Regions from separate parts of the Pan troglodytes genome. Here region 2 is linked to region 1. The links are chromatin contacts, called in public Hi-C maps. All regions are on one chromosome and are shown on one strand. Each heading gives the region's core, a stretch centred on a gene start, on an enhancer-like site or on the middle of the called end of the contact. The rest is flanking DNA. Distances are from core to core; before and after follow the strand shown. Region 1 holds the start of TBC1D9B (TBC1 domain family member 9B). Region 2 holds the start of RNF130 (ring finger protein 130).

The links. Hi-C and Micro-C count contacts between places; a contact is called where the count stands out from the background.
Region 2: a Hi-C map of stem cell-derived neural progenitor cells shows a contact between it and region 1, with 3 times the contacts expected there. The contact joins the promoter of RNF130 here to the promoter of TBC1D9B in region 1. A contact is called at or near these places in 1 of 7 Hi-C or Micro-C datasets (stem cell-derived neural progenitor cells) and 1 of 1 datasets of contacts at active chromatin or transcription factors (stem cell-derived excitatory neurons).

Annotation. Positions count from the first base shown.
Region 1 is chr4:177,369,960-177,377,114 of NHGRI_mPanTro3-v2.0_pri, forward strand. It overlaps TBC1D9B (TBC1 domain family member 9B), which reads right to left and starts at 4,102. Exons shown (of 21, transcript XM_054684855.2): 1 at 3,867-4,102; 2 at 881-991. The coding sequence starts at 3,984.
Region 2 is chr4:177,535,472-177,542,626 of NHGRI_mPanTro3-v2.0_pri, forward strand. RNF130 (ring finger protein 130) reads right to left here and starts at 3,405. Exons shown (of 9, transcript XM_009450321.5): 1 at 2,748-3,405. The coding sequence starts at 2,994.

The sequences.
Region 1 (7,155 bases), core at 2,852-5,351:
AACATGGCACTGCAGAGACTGAACAGGACACGTGAGTGCAGTATGAGAGCTGAATCAAGAAGGCAAAGCGTCGTCCTGTTCCGCCTCAGCTGGGGACATGGGCATCAGGCGACTCAAATTTTTCACTGCTTTGAACGTGCATGTGTCCATGAGTGTCTCCAAATGACCACAAAATCACTGGAAGTATTGATTTGGGGATTGCAAATACATTTTATTGAGTAGGCCAATTTGCAAATATGGAATCTTTGAATGAGGCCGACTATGTCTATCTTGAGAAAAGGTGGCATGAGAATGTGGACATTGGCTAGCCCCACACCTGCGTCCCTAGAGGTACATGGGGATCCATGGGGCTGTCCTCTCCTGCCCTGTCCCCATGACCAGTGGAGCTGCCTTTCTTTTTTTCTTTTTTTTTTTTTTTTTTGAGACGGAATCTCGCTGTGTCGCCCAGGCTGGAGTGCAGTGGCGTGATCTCGGCTCACTGCAAGCTCCGCCTCCCAGGTTCACGCCATTCTCCTGCCTCAGCCTCCCGAGTAGCTGGGACTACAGGCCCCCGCCACCACCCCCAGCTAATTTTTTGTATTTTTTAGTAGAGACGTGGTTTCACCGTGTTAGCCAGGATGGTCTCGATCTCCTGACCTCGTGATCAGCCCGCCTCGGCCTCCCAAAGTGCTGGGATTACAGGCGTGAGCCACCGCACCGGGCCACGGAGCTGCCTTTCTAAGATGGAAGCGAAGGCTCCTCCACTTCCCTCTTGCAGCCTTGGGCTGTGCTGTCAGCAGGGAACACCACCCAGACACGTGGGCTACACACCCCTTCCTCCCGGCAACGGCCCTTCCAGGGCAGGCCCTGCCCAGCACCCCTCACCACTCACGGCACCTACCACACGCCACTGTCCAGTAGACCTGGGAGTCCTGGGTCTGGTGCAGGATGCGGTAAGGGGCCACGCGGGCACTGGAGTCCAGCACCACGTCCAGGGTGCCCACGAGAAGACCTGGGAACAGGGCAGAGAGACATAGAGGGTGAGGGGAGGGCCGGACTGAGGCCCCTGAAGGCTGAGTCTGGCCGGAGGCAGACAGGATGGTGACGCTACCCAAAGGGTCCAGCCCAACGAGGGAAACGTCCGGAATGACCCCCGCGGTCAAAGGCCTTCAGCCAGTGTCTGATCCCGATCAAAACCATCCCCTTCTACTTCTTCCTGGAAGCATCTGCTTCTTCTCCCGGCTCAGAAACACTTGTAGGCAGAGGCAGATACAAGTTTCATGGGGCCAGAGCTTAAACAATTCTGGGAAGCCCTCTTTACGTATACAAAACTAGACTACAAAACAAGTATTGCTTTAGACCGAGAAAGTACAGAGCTACACGTTAAAGCTAAAAAAGAACAATATCAGAAATATCACAAAATCCAGAAAACCAACACAATGTTTTCCTAACTGCCAGGCGCGTCTCCTGAAATACGTCTTCCGGACAGTTCTGGTCCTGTACTCATCGCTTCTTCACACACAGGACAATGATTCTGCAACATTATTTTCCATATCAAGAACAGAAAGATAATGTCTCCCCTTTGCCATGACTCACTGATTTTTTATTACCGACAGTTTAAAGAAGTTTCTTTTAGCCTCAAAAATCATAACTGAAGAAGTCGATCTTTAGAATTGCCAAATTTGGGAAAATATAAAGTTTTTTCATTTCTGAACTGAAACATTTGAGGGCATTTCAAGTTTTTCTTCTCATCACATATACCCATTTGATAGATGACACACATTAAGCAGTCTGTGGCAACGCTATCTTTGCTTTTATATTTTAGGTAATGCTATCTTTGTCAGTGTCACTATTTTTCTGACAAATCAGGAAATATATAGCTTTTATCATTGTTTGATTCACTAATTGAATTATCGAGCAATCTAAAAACCTGTTTATTGTTTTTACTTGAAATTTTTTCTTCCTTTTAACGAAGTGCTGCTTTTGACATGATCTGAAAATATTTTATTACCATTTTTCCTGTTGATGTCAGAACAATTTTTATTGCTGTTATTCAACTTTAACACTTTTGTTTCATAGTCCATTAATATTTTTTTGAGATAGTCTCGCTCTGTCGCCCAAGGTGGAGTGCAATGGCGCCATCTCGGCTCACTGCAACCTTGACCTCCTGGGTTCAAGCGATTCTCGTGCCTCAGCCTCCCGAGTAGCTGGGATTACAGGCGCGTGCCACCATGCCCGGATAAATTTTATATTTTTAGTAGAGACGGGGTTTTGCCATGTTGGCCAAGCTAGCTATTCAGATTCTTTAATGAAAAGTCTAGGTTGGCATGTTTTTAATAGATGGCTTGAATAAAACCACATCCCTGTCTGCTCCTCTTCAGGGAGGACAGTACTCAGGAGGCCACAATGCCCATGATGGCACAGGGAAGGCCCTGTCAGAGGGCACAGCAGGACACACCAAACCTAGCAGTGGGGAGAGATTGGGAGAGGGTTCAAAGAAGGGTTCCCTTGGGGGGACCCTGGGAGCTCGGTCCCAGGGGACATGGAGAGTGAGGTGGAAAGGAGAAGAGCCCGCAGGAAGGAGGTGTACAGAGACCGGGCTGCACCTGCACCCGCCCGTTCAATGAGACGACCCACATAAGCCTGCCGAGCACAGCACAAGTGTTTCAAGTACACCAGCGAATATGACACACTGGCGCGCTGATGACACCCTGGCGCGCTGGCGGAAGAAAAGGTGCCGGTCCCTCGCTTTCTTCATCGGGCTTGCAGTAGCTTCGAGGTTGGCCACAGGGGCTGCCGACTGAACAGCTGGATCTAGGAGGCGGGTCCAGCACAGGAGCCCGAGATCCTTGAAGCCCACTGGGAGGGAACCCGAAGCTGAAGGGAACACTGAGTGTTCCTGGGAACAGAACAGTCTCTTCCACATGAAGAAACGTGGCCCAGGAGAAGCCTCCGTCTGCATCTGGCTATTAGCTGCTCACACTGAAAATCAGGATGATTCACAGAAAATGCTCTTGATAAACTGGACGACCTGGCAACAATGGGACCGCAATCCTGTAGGGCAACAGTCGGTGCCCCGAAGAGCACAGGCACTGAGCCTGAGCCAGCCGGGCTCCTGCAGTGCTGGGCGCAGGCCCTGGAGCATGAGGGGCCCTGGACACCACCTGCGGAGGGAGTGGCCTGTGGGCCTCCCCTGGATCCCACAGGCCGCACGACTCCAAGGGTGCCTGTCCAGCTTCATCCTGTGTGATGGTGGCACCCGGGCCCACAAAGGGCCACCTTGGCGAGCTTGCAGGAACACCCTGTGCCGCTACCCACAGCCTTGGGTGCGCAGCTCTGAGAGCAGCCAGGAGCAGGAAAGGTGGGGGAGGAGAAGCTGGGGGAATGGGGGTGCGGCCAGCTCCAGGGACCTCTGATCTTGCTAAAAGGGCGATACTTTGGTGAGATGGGCACGAAGAAGAGGGCAAAAGAAAACGTGCGCTGGCGTCACTTGGCCCCTTAGAGGCACCTGGGGAAACTGAGGTGGAGGATGAGGACAGGGCGGTCTCGCCAACTTTCGGCGGTGAAGTCCCGGGAAGCTGCACGGCCCCCGGGGCTCGCGGGCGCCGAATCCGGGCAGAAGCCGCCGCCGGTCTCCACTTGGCCGCCCCGAGCCGACCTGAGGAGAGCCCGCCGAGGGCGCATTCGCCTCCCGCCAGCCCCTCGCCTCCCCGCCCCGGCCCCTCCGCGCCCGGCTCCCGGGTCCTGGCCTCGCGCCCCCGCCCCGCCGCGCGCTGGCCTGCGTGTCCGCTGCGACGCGCCGAGGCCGGGCCGGAACCGGACCCGCCCGCCGCCCGCCGCCAGCCCCGCCGCCAGCCCACAGGCCCGGCCGCCCGCGCGCCTCTCACCCGTAAGGCCGCCGCCCTTGCCGTGGCCCCGGCGTCGCTGCAGCACGAAGAAGGGGTTGGCCCGCTCCGTCACCCACAGCGCATTGGCCACCAGCACCTCCTCCGGGCTCAGCCACATCGCGGAGCCGCTCGCACCGGGCCGAGGCCCGCGAGGCGGAAGCGCCCGCCGCCGTCGGCGTCCCGGAGCGGAGCGTGCGGAGCGGGCGGAGCCGGCCGGGGCGGGGCGGGGCCGGGCGGGCGGCGCCCCCTGGCGGGCGTGTGGCGCTCACGCACGCGGCCCGAGTTCCGCGCCGCCCCCTCACCCCGGCCTCGGGCGCGCGCCAGCCTGGCCTCCTGGAGCGGTGCAGCCCGCGGCCTCCGGCCTGGGCCCAGAACGGAACGGCCCAGTCCGCAGACAGGGGAGCCGCTGTGCAGAGCAGGGCGTCTGGCGTTTTGAAAGCTGTGCAGTGTGAGAGAAGGATGTCAAGAAGCAGAGTTTGGCTGCTTTTGGCTGGTTGCGCGTGCAACCCGGGGCGTGTTAGCACTGCAAAGGGCGCCTGGAAAGGGTTTGCAGTTCCTCCTAATTCTCAGCTTTCTTTTTTTTTTTTCGACAGAGTCTTGCTGTGTCGCCCAGGCTGGAGTGCAGTGGCGCAATCTCAGCTCACTGCAACCTCTGCCTCCCGGGTTCAAGTGATTCTCCTGCCTCAGCCTCTTTAGCTGGGATTACAGGCGCCCGCCAACACGCCCGGCTAATTTTTTTGTATTTTTAGTAGAGACGGGGGTTTCACCATGTTGGCCAGGCTGGTCTCGAACTCCTGACCTCGGGTGATCCGCCTACATTGGCCTCCTAAGTCCTGGGATTACAGGAGTGAACCATCGCGCCCGGCCAGTTCTCAGAATTCTGACACTGGGGCCGGGAGACTAGAATCTTCCAGCGCAGGGCAGGTGCCAGGAGGCCCTGATACGGGCTGCATCCTTGGAAATCAGTGCTGCCCCTCCCCTGACAGACGGGTCACAGAGGCTGGCCGGCCCTGGGGATGGGGTCTGGACTGGCCCTGGGCCCAGTGGCGGCTTCTGCGCAAGCGTGAGGCTGGCTGCAGGCGAATGCGGGTCCCTGGTCTCCCAGTGTTGGCCTGCAGGGGCAGCGCCAGTCCACACACGGCCTTCTGCATGAGGGGGCTGTCAACTCCACCTGGGACAACGGGCCTGGGGCCTGTCCGGGGTCGACTGGGATGTCGGGTCACCCTGCTGGCTGGAACCCTCACCAGGGTCTGGCTAGAGGGCAAAGGGAAGGGGGCAGTTAAACCATCCTTGGAGCTGGACCTGACTTCCAGGTGGGTTTCTGTGATTGGCACTCAAGAATCTTGGTGCGATGGATGTAGGTACACGCAGTTGACACCCAGAGTGATCTGCAGTCTTCTTCAATGTTGCTGGATATAGGAATCAGCTTTCAAGATGCAGAGGCGGGCTTTCTTCAACACCTTGGAAGTTTGAACTAATATTGTCATTGTGCTCTCTAGAGGGAAAGAATTTGGAAGAACTGCACTTTTTAACACCCTGAGAGGAGGTAAAGAGTCGTCTTGTTCCTTAATTCCAGTGGTTCTCAAATTGGGTATACATTAGGATCACCTGGAAGGCTGATTCAAACAGGCTGCTGTAGTCCCAGCCACTTGGGAGGCTGAGGTGGTGGGATCACTTGAGGCCAGGAGTTCAAAATCAGCCAGGGCAATATAGCAAGACTCCATCTGAAAACAAAACAAAACAAAAAACAGCCACACAGGTTGCTGCCCCCTCCCTCCCAGGGTGTTTGCACCGCTAACTCGTTCCTAGGTGATGTTGATGCTGCTGACCTGGAGACCACTCCTCGAGAATGATTTTTTATAAGAAGAAAAAGAACAAACATTTATCGATCACTTAGTATGTGCGTGCTAAGCTTACTTCTTTTTGATTTTCTGAGATATGTCACATTCTGTAACGTTCACTCTTTTAAAGTGCAAAACGTAGTGGTTTTTAGTATATTCACTAGGCTGGGCATCCATCATCACTAATTCCAGAACATTTTTATCAAGTCAAAAGAAACCCCTTATCCATTAGCTGCCATTCCCCACTTCCCCCCGGCTTTGCCCTGGCAACCATCAATCTATTTTGTCTCTGTACATTTTTCCCATTCTAGCCATTTCTTCATATAAATGGAACCTTACAATATGTGGTCTTTTGTGTCTGTCTTCTTTCACTTCCCATCATGTGTTCGAGGTTCACCCACGTTGTAGCATGTATTGATGCTTCATTCCTCCTTATGGCTGAATAGTACCCCATGGTATGGATGCACCGCATTTTATTCATTTGGATGGATATTTGGATTGTTTACCCCTCTTGTCTATTATAATAATGCTGCCATGAACATGTGTACAAGTCTTTGTGTGAATATGTGTTTTTAATTCTCTTGGGCATATATTGAGGAGTGGTATTGTTGGGTCATGTGGTACAGCTATGTTTAACTTTTTAAGCAGTGACCACACTGCGCTCCAAAGCAGCTGTAGCATTCCACATGCCCACCAGCTGGGTATAAGAGTTCTAGGCCGGGCGCGGCGGCTCACGCCTGTAATCCCAGCACTTTGGGAGGCCGAGGTGGGCAGATCACAAGGTTAGGAGATCAAGACCATCCTGGCTAACACAGTGAAACCCCGTCTCTACTAAAAATACAAAAATTAGCCGGATGTGGTGGCATATGCTTGTCCCAGCTACTCGGGAGGCTGAGGCAGGAGAATTGCTTGAACCCGGGAGGTGGAGGTTGCAGTGAGCCGAAATCACGCCACTGCAACTTCAGCTTGGGCAGCAGAGTGAGACTCCGTCTCAAAAAAAAAAAAAAAAAAGAGTTCTAGTTTTTCCATATCTTGTCAACACTTGTTATTGTCTTTTTTTTTTTTGATGCTCATTTCTAGAGGGTGGGAAATGGTATCTCGCTGTGGTTTGGATTTCCATTTCCCTGATGACTGATGATGGGCTTTTGGGTTATTTGTATATTTTATTTGGAGAAATGTCTATTTGGAGAAATGTCCTTTGCCCATTTAAAAATTTTTTTTATTTTTTTATTTTTGAGACGGAGTTTCACTCTGTCACCCAGGCTGGAGTGCAGTGGCATGATCCTGGCTCACTGCAGCCTCTGCCTCCCAAGTTCAAGCGATTCTCCTGCCTCAGCCTCCCAAGTAGCTGGGAGTACAGGTGCGTGCCACCATGCCTGGCTAATTTTAGTATTTTTAGTAGAGAGGAGGTTTCACCATGTTGGCCAGGATGGTCTCGAACTCCTGAC
Region 2 (7,155 bases), core at 2,155-4,654, 160 kb after region 1:
TCAGGTTCAACTCTAGGAAAACTATAAAGTTCTTTTGTCTTTATGTTCATTTCTATCAAACACCCTCAAAACAAATTTTCATGAATTTCACGTATTGGCCACAGCTGTTTTTCCACCAGGACCTGTCTGATAACTTTGTGTGTAATCTGAGCATTACTTTGCTTAGTGTCAACGTGCAGTAAGTCCTCAATAAACATGTCAAGAATTCTCCTCAATTCAAAATTATAAGAGCATCAAGGTCATAAAGATGCACTATTTTTTCTAAAACTAAAAAATTGTGAAACTCATTAAATCAAGATTATAATGTAAAATACCCAAGTATTCCAATTTTAAATCATTTTCTTAAACACGAATAATTTTAACAGATTTAGATCACCATTTCTGTTTCTAAAATAAATTCCTAAGTTCCTACTGCAACAGCAGAAGATTTAAATTTCATATAAACCCATAGGTTTAGAAACTACTGACAGGTAGGTTAACTTACAAAGATCCCAGCAGAAGCTATGCTTCATAGAGACGGATTTTTTAAAATCTGTTTTGTTCACTGCTGTTGCCTCTCCTTCACCAATGCCTTGACTGAGACTGGGCACACAGGATTTCAATTAATATTTGCTGGACTGAAAAACTGCATATGTGTGAAGACCCTTGGTACAAAGCCAGACATAAACCACCTGTAGAATCCCCCACCCCCACCCCCACCCCCACCCCGAGAAAACCTGGAGCAAGCCCCTGTGGGACGGACACAGAATGACCCCTAGGGAATCAAGGAAAGGGAGGCTAAAACTCAAGGGGACTGACTTCACACCCAGTCTTCACACACTGCCCAAATGTGTTCATTTTGTTGCAGTGTCTAAAATCTCACCAACTGAGAGATTCCTCTAGGTTAACAAATCTCCTCTTTTCAGAATTAATGAACCGTTTAAACCTGTCAACAACCTTAAGAGATGTACATTTCATCATTCCATTTTACAGATGAGCAAACAGGCTAAATGGCGGAGTTACTTTTCCAGTGTCACACAATAGACGTAAAGCACAGGCCTGACTCAGAACCTTTAATCCTACAATGCTGCCTCCCCACTGAGAGGGGAACAGGACTAACCTTCATCCATACCTGAATACACATGACTTAGTTTCCAATACCCTTCTACAGAAACACCTAAAACAAGCTTTCTCAAAGACGGGGCTTTTGTTTGGGGTGACAGGCAAGCAACAAGTAGCTGAAGCACACGAACACCGTGGAGGCAAGGATCTGAAGTTCAGACCATGGATTTGGGGTGCCTGATGGAACCAAGCCTCAAAGACAAACCACAGATTTCACAACACTGCAGAGGACCAGCTCTTGCTCCAGAACAGCTTGCCTCCCCTTCCTCTTTCTACCCTTCCACGTGACCCTCACGGTTCTCTCCACCAGAAAAGAGGCTACCATTGTTAGTTGCCAGTCTGGCAACACTGTGCATCTCAACCACAGTGACTGGCACAGAGCAGGAACGCAAATATTTACTGAATGAACCCAAGACAAAAGTTGTTTCTATGGCCAAGCTGGGACCCTAACTGCCATTTTTAACACAGTAGAGATGAGATATGCACCTTAAGCACCTGATTACTGGTGTAAAACGGACTTTTCAAAGCCCAGTCTGAGTTGCGGACAGGCTACAGTAAAAGCCTTATGTGATTATTTTTCCCCAGCCAGACTGTCTCAAAGAAGAAAACAGCTTAGCACTTTGGCATACAAATACAGACCTCAGAGGGGCATAATATGTTAGTATCTTAAGAGTGTACAAGCAAACCATGACTTATTTAGGTTGTCTACTTTAGGTCATCCTAACATGAACAGCAGTTTAGAAAAGAAAAATCCCCTCTCAGCATTCTCAGGGTGACAATGAGGGTGGGGATAATAGCAGATATCTCCCAAAAGTTCAGCGTGGGCCAAAACCCAAAAAATCATATTCCACGATGTGCAAAAGGTTTCTTTCAAACCATGACTAATAATTTAAACAAATACATGTTTACACCAAATAATCAACTAAACAAAGCCCTTGTTTACAGGAAAACATGACATTAAGCCTAATGGTTTCAAAGACAATTCTTGAAAATTTTACCTATTTCCCTTTTGGTCGGCACCCGTGACCTGAAAAGCCTTGGCTAGTAGTTCCGATTAGTGTCAGAAGATCCTCATAATGTGACATTTTCAGGCGTCAAATTACAGTAAAACTACTAGGGCAAGAACAAGAGCCAAAAGCAACAGGGAAGATGTCCATTTTCCATTTACACGCCCCCCCCCCCAATTTACCACTTAAGAAAAACGGCACGTTTTTATATTAGAAAAGGGCCGCATCCTTCCAGATCTAGCGCAGCCTTAAGTCCGTGATTTCAGGAACCTGCCGCTTCCAAAATACAGGCTGAGACGTCCTCCCCATGAAGTAGTTTTGCGCTCTTGCACCACCTCCTTTGTCTACGCTGTCCCTGCAAACTCCCAGCTCAATGCCCTCCAGCAAACGAGCTGCCTGAACGCAAAGATGACCGTTCCAAGTCTTTTGTAAAAGAAGGGAAAAACCCAGTCACGCTCCTGGAGCCTGGTTCCCACGGGAGCAGGCCGGGCTGTCCACGACGGAAGCCTCGACCCTGGCTGGGGCTGTCGGCCGGGCAGCGCGGGAGAGCCAGGGCCAGAGCCGGGGCCGGGAACCCTAGCCCCGCCGCCTACGCGGGATGCAGCGACCACCGCCCGCCGCCCCCGGGCCGGCACTCACCTCCGTGGAGGGGCAGCGGCGCCAGCACCTGGCCGCGGACCTCGGCCTTGGGGGAGTCAAGCCCGTAGCGCCCGCGGTCGATGCGAAACGTGAGCGGGGCGCCGCGGCCGGGCTCCTGCACCGTCACGTTGATGAGCGCCGTGTAGTACTCCTGGCTCGCGTTGTCTGCCCGCGCCGGCCACAGGCTGCAGGTCAGCAGGGCGAGCGCGGCGAGCCGGGCAGGGCCCGCCCGCCCCGCGCAGCTCATCGTCCCTCCTGCAGCCGCCGCTGCTCGCGGACCGGGCTCCGGGGCCGGCGCCTAGAGGCGGGGCGGGCGCGGCCCGGGCTGCGGCGGGAGCGCGCGCGCGCGCGGCCCTCTTGGACGCCGCGGCCCCGCCGCTCGCCGCCCTCGCGTCCACTGCCCGCCCGTGGGGACGCGCCCATGGGCCCTCGGCGAGGGCGGCGTCTCAGGTCGCACGCGGGCGTCTCTTCGGGGTCCCAGGAGGGTTGTAGAAGCGTGCCCCCTCCATCCCCCCGGGTCGGTCCCACCGAATGGGAGGCGCCTCGCAAGGACGCGGCGGGGGAGGGGAAGGGCGGCACGGGAGGAAGCGCCCCGAGGAGGGTCAGAGGAACACAAAGTCCCTCTCGCGCGGCTGCCGCCTGAGGCGCGTGTCCGCCGCCGCCCCGCCCTCCCACCGCTGGTCTAGCGGCAACGCGCAGGCCTAGGGCGCAGCCCCGCCCCGGGCGCATGCGTGCCAGGGCCTGTCCGCTCCCGCCCGCCTGCACGAGGGCCCGGGCAGCCGGGTCAGCCGCTGGCGCTGGTTGTTTCTCTGTCGGGCGTGATAGCCGCAGGGCGTGGAGCCCGGGAGATTTGCGAGGACGTATGGAAATGTGTGAGAACAGACTACAAAGGAAAAGAAAGCCATAACTTTAAAATAAATGTTTACAATTAAATGTCATGAGATTTAACATTCACGTCATGCAGTTGACATCATGGATGGGGGATGTCTCTGGCCCGGACCTGCAGGGACACGAGTGGTTGGGAAAGACCTCTAGGGTAGCCGTCCCTAACCATTTTGGCACTGGGGGACGGGTTTCCAGGAAGAGAGTTTTTCCAGGGACTGAGGGAATTGAAGTGGTTTCGGGATGAGGCTGCTCCACCTCAGATCATCAGGCGTTAGATTCTCGTAAGAAGTGGGCAACCTAGGTCCCAAGCATGCGCAGTTCACAGCCGGGTTCGCGTTCCTATGAGAGTCTAACGCCGCCCTGATCTGACAGGAGGCGGAGCTCAGGCGGTGATGCTCACTCACCTCCTGCTCGCGGGGAGCCCCTGCTCTAGTGACTAGGTGAACTACTCCAGGGGCCTCCGGACCAGAGGGTTGCAGTGAGAACCCCCCCTCCACCTTCCGAAACGCGCTCGCGCACACACACCACTCTCATTTTCTCTCTCCATGGCGTTTAAAAGATACACATCGCTATAAAGTATCAGCTAAAAGGCAGAATGGGGCAGTGCAGCCGAATTCAGGAACTTACAGGATCTTTGTGGGGAGGCGGAGGGGGAAAGTTTGGCGTCTTCTGAGCAGCCAGGGTTGAGTCTCCTGTCTCCTGCTGCGGGAAGTGGGTGGAGTCAGCTTTGCACAACCAAATGTTCTGAAAATCCGGAAAAGAGGTAGCTCCCCAAAAAGAAATTTGAGGCACTGTTTCCAGGAAAGGGCACGGATGCAGTGCAGGCTAAAACTTAAGATGCCCACTACCGGCCAGGCGCGGTGGCTCACGCCCGTAATCGCAGCACTTTGGGAGGCCTAGGTGGGCGGATCATGAGGTCAGGAGTTCGAGACCAGCTTGGCCAACATGGTGAAACCCCGTCTCTACTAAAAATAAAAAAATTAGTCGTGGTGGTGCGTGCCTGTAGTCCCAGCTACTCGGGAGGCTGAGGCAGGAGAATCGTTGGAACCCGGGAGGCGGAGGTTGCAGTGAGCAGAGATCGAGCCACTGCACTCCAGCCTGGGCGACAGAGCAAGACTCCGTCTCAGAAAAAGAAAAAAGAAAGAAAACAGATGTCCACTATTGATGACTTGGCAGACATCCTTCACAATTTCTCCCTCCATTTCCCTCTCTTCCATCCTCTACCATAGTCCTTATAAACCATGCCCTGGCCTATGGAGAACGGCTTTTACTTATTTACTTATCCTCGGCAAGTACAGACCCTAGGCCAAAGCAGCAGGGTCCTCGCCCTGGGCCTGGCACCTAAAGAGTGCTCTGAGCTGGGCCCTTCATAGGGCAAGGAGTCCTTAGCACCAAGGTACCCATGCTCTAGCACCTAAGACCCAGAAATTCCTTGTCCCCACAGCCCAGGGCCACATCTAGGGCCTGTGTAGGGCTCTTCCCGGTGAGGGTCTCCTGCTCTTCTTGCTGGGCATGCCCTGGCCTACCCCTGCCCAAGAGGCTCATGGCCTCTACTCCTTTGTCCTTATAAAGGAGGAGTCTTCAAACTGTAAGGTGCCCATGGCCCCTGGCACAAGAAACAATTATAGAAGCTCACGAGCACCACTTTGTGAATCAGGTGGGGGGGAAGTGGCTTTCTCAACCCTTCTGAATTTGTCAAGGAGAAAGTTGGTTCCAGAGCACCTTTAACACTTCCCTGGCACTTGCTGATCTCCCCTTTAAATAAAGCAAGATGAGGTCTCGGTGCACAGCCTCATCACGCACCAGCATGTACGGCGACATTCACACCAGCCTGTACTTGGGAGTGGCATTGTCTTTTAAGGAAACCTCAAGGTTTTAAGGAGACCTTAAGGAGACAAGAAGTTTTTCATTTATAATAGTGATACAACGCTACCTTTTAAAATATTATGGTAAAATACACATAACATAAAATTGTCCATCTTAACCATTTTTAAGCGTATGGATCAGTGGCATTAAGTACATTCACATCGTTGTGTAACCTTCGCCATCCATCTCCAGAACTCTTTCCATCTTGTAAAACTGAAACTCTGCACCCATTAAACGTTCCCCCTTCCCCAACTACCATTCTTCTTTTCTGTCTCTATGATTTTGATGATTCTAGTTACTCGCATAAGTGGAATCATATAGTATTTGTCCTTTTGTGAGTAGCTTATCTTGCTTTGCATGATGTCCTTGAGGTTCACCTCTGTTGAAGTACGTATCAGATTTCCTCCTTTGCTAAGGCTGAATCATATCACATTGTAGGTATATTCCAAGTTTTTTTTTAACCATTCATCCATTCCACTGTATGTATATAATACACTTTGTTTATCCATTCATCATAGGACACTTGGTTGCCTCTACTGTTTGGCTATTGTGAATAATGATGCTATGAACATTGGGCGTATAAATATCCCTTCCTGCTTTCAATTCTTTTGTGTATATACTCAGAAGTGGAATTACCAGATCTAATGGTAATTCTATGCTTAATTTTTTTCAGGAACTGCCCTACTGTTTTTTTAATAGTAGCTGCCCCATTTTACATTCCCACCAACTGCACAAGGGTTCCAGTTTCTTCTCATCCTTGCCAACACTTCTCTATTTCTTTTTCAAAATAGTAGCCATCTAAATGGGTATTAGGTGGTATCTCATTATGGTTTTGATTTGCATTTCCCTAATGATTAGTGGTGCTGAACATCTTTTCACGTGCTTATTGGCCATTTGTATATCTTTACACGATGCTATCTTTTAAAACACTTAAGAAAAAAGTGAATTAATTAAAAGTATTGGTTAAATAAAAGCACGAGTGGTTTTATTGGACATGGCAGGTCTCACGGAGGATGTGTGCCGCAGTCTGGCTCTGGCCCACGCTGGCCTGTGAATGAGCTGCCCACGAACCTTTTTTCCTTAATGGGGTTATTCCCCTGACTCCACCACGCACCATATTCCCCTGCCTCTGTGTCCATTTCTCAGCCTACAATGAATCCTAGGTCACCTGTAAGCCCCAGCTCAAAATCCCCTTCTCCCCAGAACTCCAGTGGGGCCCGAGCTGCCAGCCTCCCACATCCAGGCCCCGTAAGAGCTTCAGTCCTTCAGAAGGAGATCTGTCTCCCCTGTGAGCAATGTCTGCCCTCCCAGGACAGCAGACAGGGTAACGTGTGTGTGTAAAGCATGCTGCACAGAGTTTGGGATGCCAGCAATCAGAGACCAAGCGGGGGTCCCCTGAACAGTGCTACAAACCCCAGGGGGTTGCCCAGATTTCCCAAAGTCCAACTCCTTCTTTCTCCTCCTCTTCCTTTTCTTTCTTGAATGGCACATAATCCCCACTGGTCCTAGGAAGGCCCTGCTCTTGTTTCATTATTAACATGCTCCCTTTTATCCCTATTTCTCACTCCCATTCCTTGACCCATAGGGAACCATTTTAGTGTGGCTCATGCGTCTCTTTTGTTTGTGTTCTTGCAAAATGTGTGTTGTTGCTTAATGT